Linked DNA regions of Zea mays: region 1 is linked to region 2. The links are chromatin contacts, called in public Hi-C maps. All regions are on one chromosome and are shown on one strand. Each heading gives the region's core, a stretch centred on a gene start, on an enhancer-like site or on the middle of the called end of the contact. The rest is flanking DNA. Distances are from core to core; before and after follow the strand shown. Region 1 holds the start of LOC100273932 (Zinc-finger domain of monoamine-oxidase A repressor R1). Region 2 holds the start of LOC100275265.

Region 1 (4,177 bases), core at 1,162-3,661, 230 kb before region 2:
GATAACGGCAAAAGGTAGCCGCGCCCCCGCAAGGCGAGGGGCCGGATTTCGGCGGACCATTCACGCGCATGTCGTGCGCCCGCGCCCTTCGCCCAGGCGAGGCGAGCGAGCGCGCGCGTGTGGCTCTCCACACTCTCTCCTCTCATCCATGACTTGGTGAGTGAGTGTGGCTTCCATATTTAAGCTAGCTCTACTCCACAAGAGCTAGCAATATGGTGCTATTGGTTCCACCTATCCCTTTGCCATCCACTTATATGGGCTTTTGAGATTTTCCTGGAATTATTAGAAATTCTTAATTGGGCCAAGCCCATAAATCCTAACATCAAACACCTCTTAGCCAGCTGGATTCAAATCCAGAAAATAAATAGACTGTGCATGTGCACCATGGTTGCCCCGACCCTCAACAAAATGTGGTTACAATAAACAGACATGCTGCCACTCAGAAGTCAGAAGGCCGCTGAGGTTGTTCTCTGAAACATCAGACTACCGAGAGTTCCTAGCTTCACATTCTTCTTGGGCCAAAAAGTCTAACTCATTTCAACAGAAACATTTTCTCCTAGAGGCTAAGATGCCTACTATCGGAACTGCCAGACAAACGGACTCTCGCTATAACCTCTACCAATCTACCATCATCACTAAGCCACTGCAGAAGTGAAACATGCAAAACCATACGTCGTCAGACAACAGACTGCCACTACAATCTCTATGTCATCATCGTCGCTGTAGAAGTGAACGTGCCAACACCATTACACCAGTCGTCATCAGAAAGCTTGTCGCTTCAGCCTGTCCATCAGAAGGTGCGCAACTGACTCGTATCCTTGCTCCCTTGCTGTTGCAATGTCAAAGAAAGTGAAAGGAAAAAAAGAAGAAGCAGATATGTTTATCAGTAACAGCAAGAACAGCATGTTTCACATATGTGGACAGGAGTCGAGTCAGAAATACCATTATATATGGCAATCCCAGTCGGTGGTATCTTCCGCTTCTTCAAGCAGAAGGAGCTGCATCATCGTGTATGACCCAAAGGGGTTAATGAATGAGCGATGGGAAAGTGATTTTTAAAAAACACTATTATATATCCTGACAGAGAGGGGGTTGAGGAAGCGCTCACCTGTTGCATATCCAGAATTTCTTGATACCCTTCTCCTCAACGCAGTGAGGGCACAGCCAGTTCTTGTTCTTCCGCACCTCTTCCATCTCTGCTACCGCGTTTCATAGTTTAGTAAGCAGGACAAAATCCAGCAAGAACAATGCCATTCCAGCGTTAAGCAAGTCCGCTTACCTTCGCCGTACCTAACTTTCAGGCAACCACGGCAGAGTATCCCATTAGAAGAATGGCAAGATGAGCACTCCGTCTTTCCTGTCAAATGTTTGCCAAAGTATTGAGCGTTGACATGATCATACTAGGTGCGGAAATCAGGGGGAAATAGGAGAATCCTCTACGGATTCTTTTTACCTAAGCATGGCTGCTTCAGGTCTCCTTCCCCGCAGCGCTTGCAGTCCTCCTCGCCGCACAATTTCTTCTGCCTTTGATCATAGAGAACGACTTTTTGTCAGCTACTTGTACACTAATCCCGCGCGGTCTTTCTCAGGAGCACCAATCGGTGATTCATGTTTGTAATGATGAGCGTGTACCTGCAGAAATGGCAGCAGATCCCAAGAACAGAGTCGTACACGCCGCCCCTCCCCCTGCTGTCGCACCGCCTCTCCTGCAGCGCCTGTACCCTCTCCTTGGCCACCGCCACCGCCCACTTCCCCTCCTTATCATCTTCCCATGTATCATCCTCATCCTCCGATCCCGCCGCCGTCAACTTACTCAGAACCCCTGCCAGAAAATAAAAAGGAACTTGCTTGAACTGTTTCCCGTCGGCCGTCACATATAACACGACTCGATCCACGGAAGAGAGCATTCAATGCTTCAACCTGTGCCCTGTCCATTCAGCCGAGTGGAACAGCGGTGCGTCGACGCGGATCCGGTCGGGCGGGTCGGCGTCGCGGCGAGGAGGCGGCCGGAGCGGCGGAGCGGGGTCATGCTCGTCACCCGTGGCCTGGGGGTCTTCCGAGGCGTCGCGCTCCCTGCCGCGCGGTGGCTGGAGGCGGAGGCGATGTCGCTGAGCTCCCCCGCGCAGCGGAGAAGGCCGAGCATCTCCATCCGGGCCTGCAAACACGACACGAACGAGAATTGGAGATGATGCGAGAAATTCCTCTTCGAGTGGAGATCGAATTCGGGTAGGGTGCCTGCGCCTTACCATGTTCTCGGAGATGCGGGCGTCGCGGAGACTCTCGTAGTCGGACTTGGCTCCGAGTTTCCCCATGGCGTCGGCGGCGGCGGCTGCGGCGTCTTTGGACGGCTTGCAAAGATTGGTTGTTGTGCTTGGAGGATTGGTAGTGGGTCGCGAGTGCTGAGCAACGGCTCTATGTGAAGTTTGAATGGGAGAAGAAAGGTAACAGAACGGCTCTATTTTATGCCGAGCGCAGGGTGCGAACTGCAGTGTTGCTACACATTTACCATTTTGCCCATGACGCTTGACGCATAAAATATCACCGAGAGATCCTTAAAACCTTAATCCTAATCCTAATCCTTGTTTTAGGATAAAACGAGAAAAAAAACGTTCCCAACAGATGCATTCTCCACAAACTATCGCAGGTGAAAAGAACCATCTCCACGGCGTAAAACTCGGCCGCCGCCCGAGCTCCCCCATCAAGCTCCCGTATCTCGTACGGAGTACCTGTGTTTTTTCAAACAAATCGTGTCAGCCTGCGTCAAGCAAAGGAGATTCCGCGGGCTCACCCATCCTCGGATATGAACTGCTCTTGTTGAAAGTCAAGAAATTCTACATCCAAGGGAGACAGATTGTTCCTCGGATATGAACTGCTCTTGTTGGAAGTCAAGAAGTCCTTGGCTCTCTGAATTTCCACTCGCGATAACTGATGCGGAGTTATACGATATCTGAAATGATAAGGACATCCGACCAAGAGCGGATCTAGACAAAAACAACCAATCCATTAAATTATAAAATCATTAACTCATTTTTTAATAGAGGGGATAACCCTCTATTTCACTATGAAATAGAAAAAGACACAAGTTCTTACAAGACCAAAGAGCCAACCAAAATTTAAAAGCCGATAAGACACACAACTATCAACTACGACAAAACTAAACCTGAACGAACCAAACTACCAGAAGCAGCACATGATCAACACAGAGCTGACCAAAGACATAGTTCGCAAAGATCAAACTAGAGTAGTACGAAACTAAACAGCTTCAGCCCCGATATAGCCCAAAGTTTTTTGGCAGCCTGAAGCTACCGAGGCGAGGGGGGAATACAACAAACGCAATGATGATGAACCAAAATAGCCAAACACAGCAGAATCTTCATTGGATCCGTCTGTCGATTGGCTTCCAGCCACGAGTCTTGTTGTAGATCTCACACGCCATCCTTCTGATTTTGAGGCTTCCTTGTTCCACCAATTTTCTTTCCTTCTTTTTCTGACGGATAGCCCAAGTATCAAGCCAATAGCAACAGGAGAAAATCACATTAGTCGGATCATTAATTCTATCAGTTCCAAAGCAACAATCATTGCGACATCGCCAGATCGCCCAAATGACAGCACCACAACCAAAAAGGACCAGGTTCTTTTCAGTTTTGTTAAAACTATCAATCCAAGAGCCAAACAGATCATCCACACTGTTGGGTATACAAGTTAAGCCAAGAGCCGAGTAGACAATTCTCCAGGTAAATCTAGCAACTGAGCACTGAAAAAACAAATGATCTATGGATTCTGAAAATCCACAAAAAGTGCAATCCAGATTGCCCTTCCAATTTTTCTTGAACAAGTTATCCTTGGTCAAAATCTTTTTATGCCTAACAAGCCAAAAAAGCTTTGATTTTATATGGGAGTCTATTCTTCCACAAGAAACTAGAAGGCAAAGGAATCTGAACCCATTTGATTTCTTTGTAGAAAGAATTGACAGAAAATTTTTATTACCCAGAAGCCAAACTAATTTATCATCCTCCTCAGAAATAGTAATATTATTACGCTGTGTAATAAGGCGATTATAGTCATCTTCCAAAGCACCATAGATCCTTCTCCTAAAATTCACAGCTCTAAAATCAGAAGAAAAGGCTTTTGCCGCTGTGATATTTTTGTCATATGCAATATCAAACAGACTAGGATA
Region 2 (4,031 bases), core at 280-2,779:
TCGCCAGAACTGGTACCAGACCACCGGTGAAGGACGTTTCGCGACGTCAGCAGATCAAGCGCGTTTCATCAGACACAGTTGCGTGTCATCTGCCACAAACAGGCGTGGGGCCACACACCGATAGTGTTCGTCACTTCATCGATCCGTTCACTAATGTTCACCAACGGAGCGGCAGATCGAAACAGACTGACAGCAAATCTCGAAAAGAACTACACAGGCATATTCCATGTGACCTTTAGAACACCCATCAGTCTCTGCAATTGTGGCTGAGCTAAACAGAATTCCATGAATCACAAGACAAGACTAGCAAATGGAACGATCAGACTACTGCATTGCATTGCGCGAGCGCGACAAGGAGACACAGAATACAGCGCCGGAGCAACACCACTCCGGCCACCACCACCCCCAAACGTAAGGTAGAGAAATACTACGAACCACTGACACACCGCCGGCCACCGCCGCCGAAGCTGCCTCCACTCGGACTCCTGCCCCTACACGCTCCCCGGGATTAGACAGTAACACACGAACTGAGACGAAACCCACACCAAACAGACAAGAGCTGGAACACAGGGGCAAAATGTTAGCTTGCGCCAGCTCGCCGCCGCCCCCTGGCCGGCTGGCCGGCGGGCGAGACCTCCCCGCATCAGACGAAGCCGACCTCGGCGAACTGCGGGCGCGCCGCCTTGGCCGACGCTGGTGCGCCGGGGCGCGGCCGCGGGGCCATCCCCTCCGGGAGCGGGTTCTTGCGCGGCCGGCCACGCGGGCGCGGAATCTTGGGCGGCGCGTGCGGGTCCCGAGGCTTGGGCGGGCGGCCGCGCCGGCGCGGCGCGGCGGCGGCGGCGGCGGCTCCGGGGACGCCGATGGGGCCCGGGCCAGCAGCTCCGGGCACGCCGGCGGGGAAGCCCGTGGGCCGCGGCTTCGGGGGCCTCCCGCGCCCGCGCTTAGCGGGCGGCTGCGGCAGAGGCTCCGGCTCCGGAGCCTCCTCCTCCTCCTCTTCGTCGTCGGCGTAGTCGTCTTCTTCGTCGTCAGCCGGTGACTCCGGCGGCGGTGGGACCGGCGGCGGCAGCGCGTACTTTCCCCCCGCAACGGCGACGAGCTCCCCGGCGGCGGACATGCGCGAGAGGTGGGCTGCGACGAGCGCCGGGTGCGAGGCCGGCAGGTCGCCGCGGGCCTCCGCCTCGATGCGGCGCGCGATGGCGGCCTGGCTGGAGCCGTTCTCCTCGGCGAGCGCGGCGAGGGCGGCGACGATCATCTGCAGCAGCCAGGGCAGGCGCACGGGTCAGTCAATTCGGCAGATCGGCACAGATCTGGCGGAAAGGAGCAGCGCAGAGCAGAGGGAAAGTAGGTAGGGTTGCCTCGGGGTAGGAGGGGGGCACGAGGTCAGAGGAGCCCGGGGGCGAGCCGTCGCCACTGGAAGTGGGAGTGGCCATGCCTGCGCTGGCCGCCTCGGCTGCTGGCTGTCGCTTCCTCTCCCCTCTCGGCGTGTCTGGGCGCGTGGGAATTGGGGGCGCAGCGCACGGGGACTCGGGGGTGGAGGGGAGGGGCCGCGACGACGCGGATCTGAGACTGGGGGGCGCTGCCGCTGAGGCCTCAGGGAATGCAAGTACAGTTTGGACAAGGAATCTGTCGGGGATTCCGCGCGTGGTACCGGAGTGACCCGGGCCAGGCCAGGCTCCCTCCCAACGATAGTGGGTTCGGATAGGCTGGACTCGACCGTTCGCCGCTGCTGCTGCCGCCTGCCGTCGGCCGTGGTGCTTGACCAAGGCATTGTTCCTTCTCTTTTTTTTTTTGGCGGCTGACCAAACCAGGACACCGGAGCGCCGTGGGAGAAATGATGATGCAAAGGAGGGAAACTTCGTGGGTGGCGATTCTATTTTAACCGGTTGAGAAATACACATTGCACAACAGTCGACGGCAAACCGTAAGAGTGTCCGTTGTCAGGGGCGAATCTAGGGGGTTTATCGGGGTCAGCCGACCCTGATAAATTTTATAAATCCTTTAGTAAAATACTGTTAAAGTTCATAAAAATTTATATGATATAGCAAAGCTGCTCTTGATGATCCCGATCATATTATCGGCTAGATTCGCTACTGTCCGTTGTTGATTCTAAGGCTGGTGCCAACGCGGGCGGCAGCGCGGGCGAGAAGAGGCCGCTGCCGCCCGCGCGCGGGCGATAGGCGGGCGAGAGGCCGACGCCGGGCGATGGCGCTCGCGCCCGGCGAGAGCGGGCGATATCGCCTTGCTCTCGCCCGCGCTGGAGCGCCCGCCCGGGCGAGAGGCGGGCGAGAGGGAGGCGAGAGGGAGGCGAGGCACTGGCGGGGCGAGAGCGCGGGGCGAGAGCGCGGGCGAGAGCGACGTGGCGCGATCTGATTGGTCCACGTGTCGCGATCTGATTGGTCCACGTGTGCTAGCCGTTGCAACTAGCCGTTTTTGACCGTTTGGAGTCCAAAAAAATCGAAAAAAATGCAAAAAAATCACAAATTTCATCCCCAATCCCTCTATATATTTTAATTATATAATTTTATTATGTCATTTTATTTTAATTATCATGTCACTGGAGGAGGAAGGTGAGGATGAGATCGAGGAGTCCGATTAGAGTTATGTAATTTTATTTTAATTATCATGTCATTTTATTTTAATTAATATGTACTTTGTAATTTTTAATTCAATAAAAAATATTATGTTGTGTGTTTTCTGAGCGTTGAAATAAATCCGCGTGAATTACTTAATTCTGAAATAGAAAAGCTGACGTGGCTATAGCCTGAGGCTGTAGCCTGCTGCAGCCTGTGTACTGGAGCAGCAGGGGCGAGAGTGGAGGCGAGAGCTGACGTGGCAGGGGCGAGAGGGAGGCTGTGCACTGGACTCAGCCTAAACGAGTGGAGATAGATGGTGGTTATCCACGACCACGTGACTACGTGAGCGAAGAAGCGGTGCGTCACTCCACTTTAGAGCCGCCCGTCGTTTCGCTTTATAAATTGACACCTTCTTTACTCCACTGCTTTTTATGCTATTCATATAATGCCGGTGCGTTGCGACAGTCTACTTGCTGCTTGTCACGACAGCGATGTCTCGCTTATTAGTTTGATATGTGCACTAAGAAACGAAAATAATATATATTTTTTATGTTTGGTGAGATTTTCGTTTGTTTCCATCTATAAATAGGATTATAAGCGAAACCAAACAGGATTTAAATGTATTGTCACCTTCTCGTTGGTTCTTGCCCAGAGCTGTGGTTCTCGGCGGCACCGGCACCTCGATATTCGGCTTCCTTGGGCTGTGTATCTAGTGGCGATTGAGGGCGGTGGGGTGCAGTCGTCACTGGCGCTGTTCGACGCGGAGCAATTAAACGACGACAATCCGGTGGACCAATCTCTTTAGTTGAAATTGGAATAGAAAATGTGACAAATAAGACCACTAGATATAGCCTAACGTGTAATAATGAACCATGATAAAAAAAAATTCGGACGTTGAAAGTTAATTGCGATAAATGTTGCCGAATAAGGGGACTAGCCTTAGGCCGTCTTCATCGGCTCACGGAGCCTCTCCCACTATCTGCTATAGCGTGTACGTGGGGGTGAAGTCCGGTCCAACACCCCCCTCACCCCCTGGCGCTGGTGTGCAGTTGTTCTCACCCGTTGAGACGGAAGCTCTAATCTCTCCCCTCTCCACTAATCCACAAGAATAATTGTAAAAAATAATTATTTTGAGTTTAATTAGCAGATAATATCTCTACTAACTATTAAGTTAGTAATGTAGACCGCCCCCGCCTCCTCCCGCCTGCCCGCCCGCAAACCCCGTGGGAGTTACAGGATGCCCCCTCCGCATCACTAACCCCATGCCCCCAACTCCAAATCCTAAAAACCTAGCCGCCTCTCTACCCATCCTCACCCTCGGCGGCGGTGCCTCTGGCGGTGGCCGACCGCCATCCAAGTTCGAGTCCGCGACCGTTGACCTCCCGACTTCAGTGATTCTTCTTGCAGCAGTAGATCGAGGCTCCGACGAGATGGCTCCACCAGATCCAGAAGACGGAA

Evidence for each region. A called contact is a pair of places that touch in the nucleus more often than the background predicts.
Region 1: a contact with region 2 is called in a Hi-C map of leaf, with 3 times the contacts expected there. The contact joins the promoter of LOC100273932 here to the promoter of LOC100275265 in region 2. A contact is called at or near these places in 3 of 25 Hi-C or Micro-C datasets (ear, leaf and tassel).

What each region holds. Positions count from the first base shown.
Region 1 is chr1:274,368,787-274,372,963 of Zm-B73-REFERENCE-NAM-5.0, reverse strand. It overlaps LOC100273932 (Zinc-finger domain of monoamine-oxidase A repressor R1), which reads right to left and starts at 2,411. Exons shown (of 6, transcript NM_001148324.1): 1 at 2,247-2,411; 2 at 1,633-2,155; 3 at 1,454-1,524; 4 at 1,280-1,357; 5 at 1,109-1,196; 6 at 516-998. The coding sequence starts at 1,907. The coding sequence ends at 884.
Region 2 is chr1:274,141,907-274,145,937 of Zm-B73-REFERENCE-NAM-5.0, reverse strand. LOC100275265 reads right to left here and starts at 1,529. Exons shown (of 2, transcript NM_001149394.1): 1 at 1,356-1,529; 2 at 309-1,252. The coding sequence starts at 1,430. The coding sequence ends at 644. It also overlaps the pseudogene LOC103645571.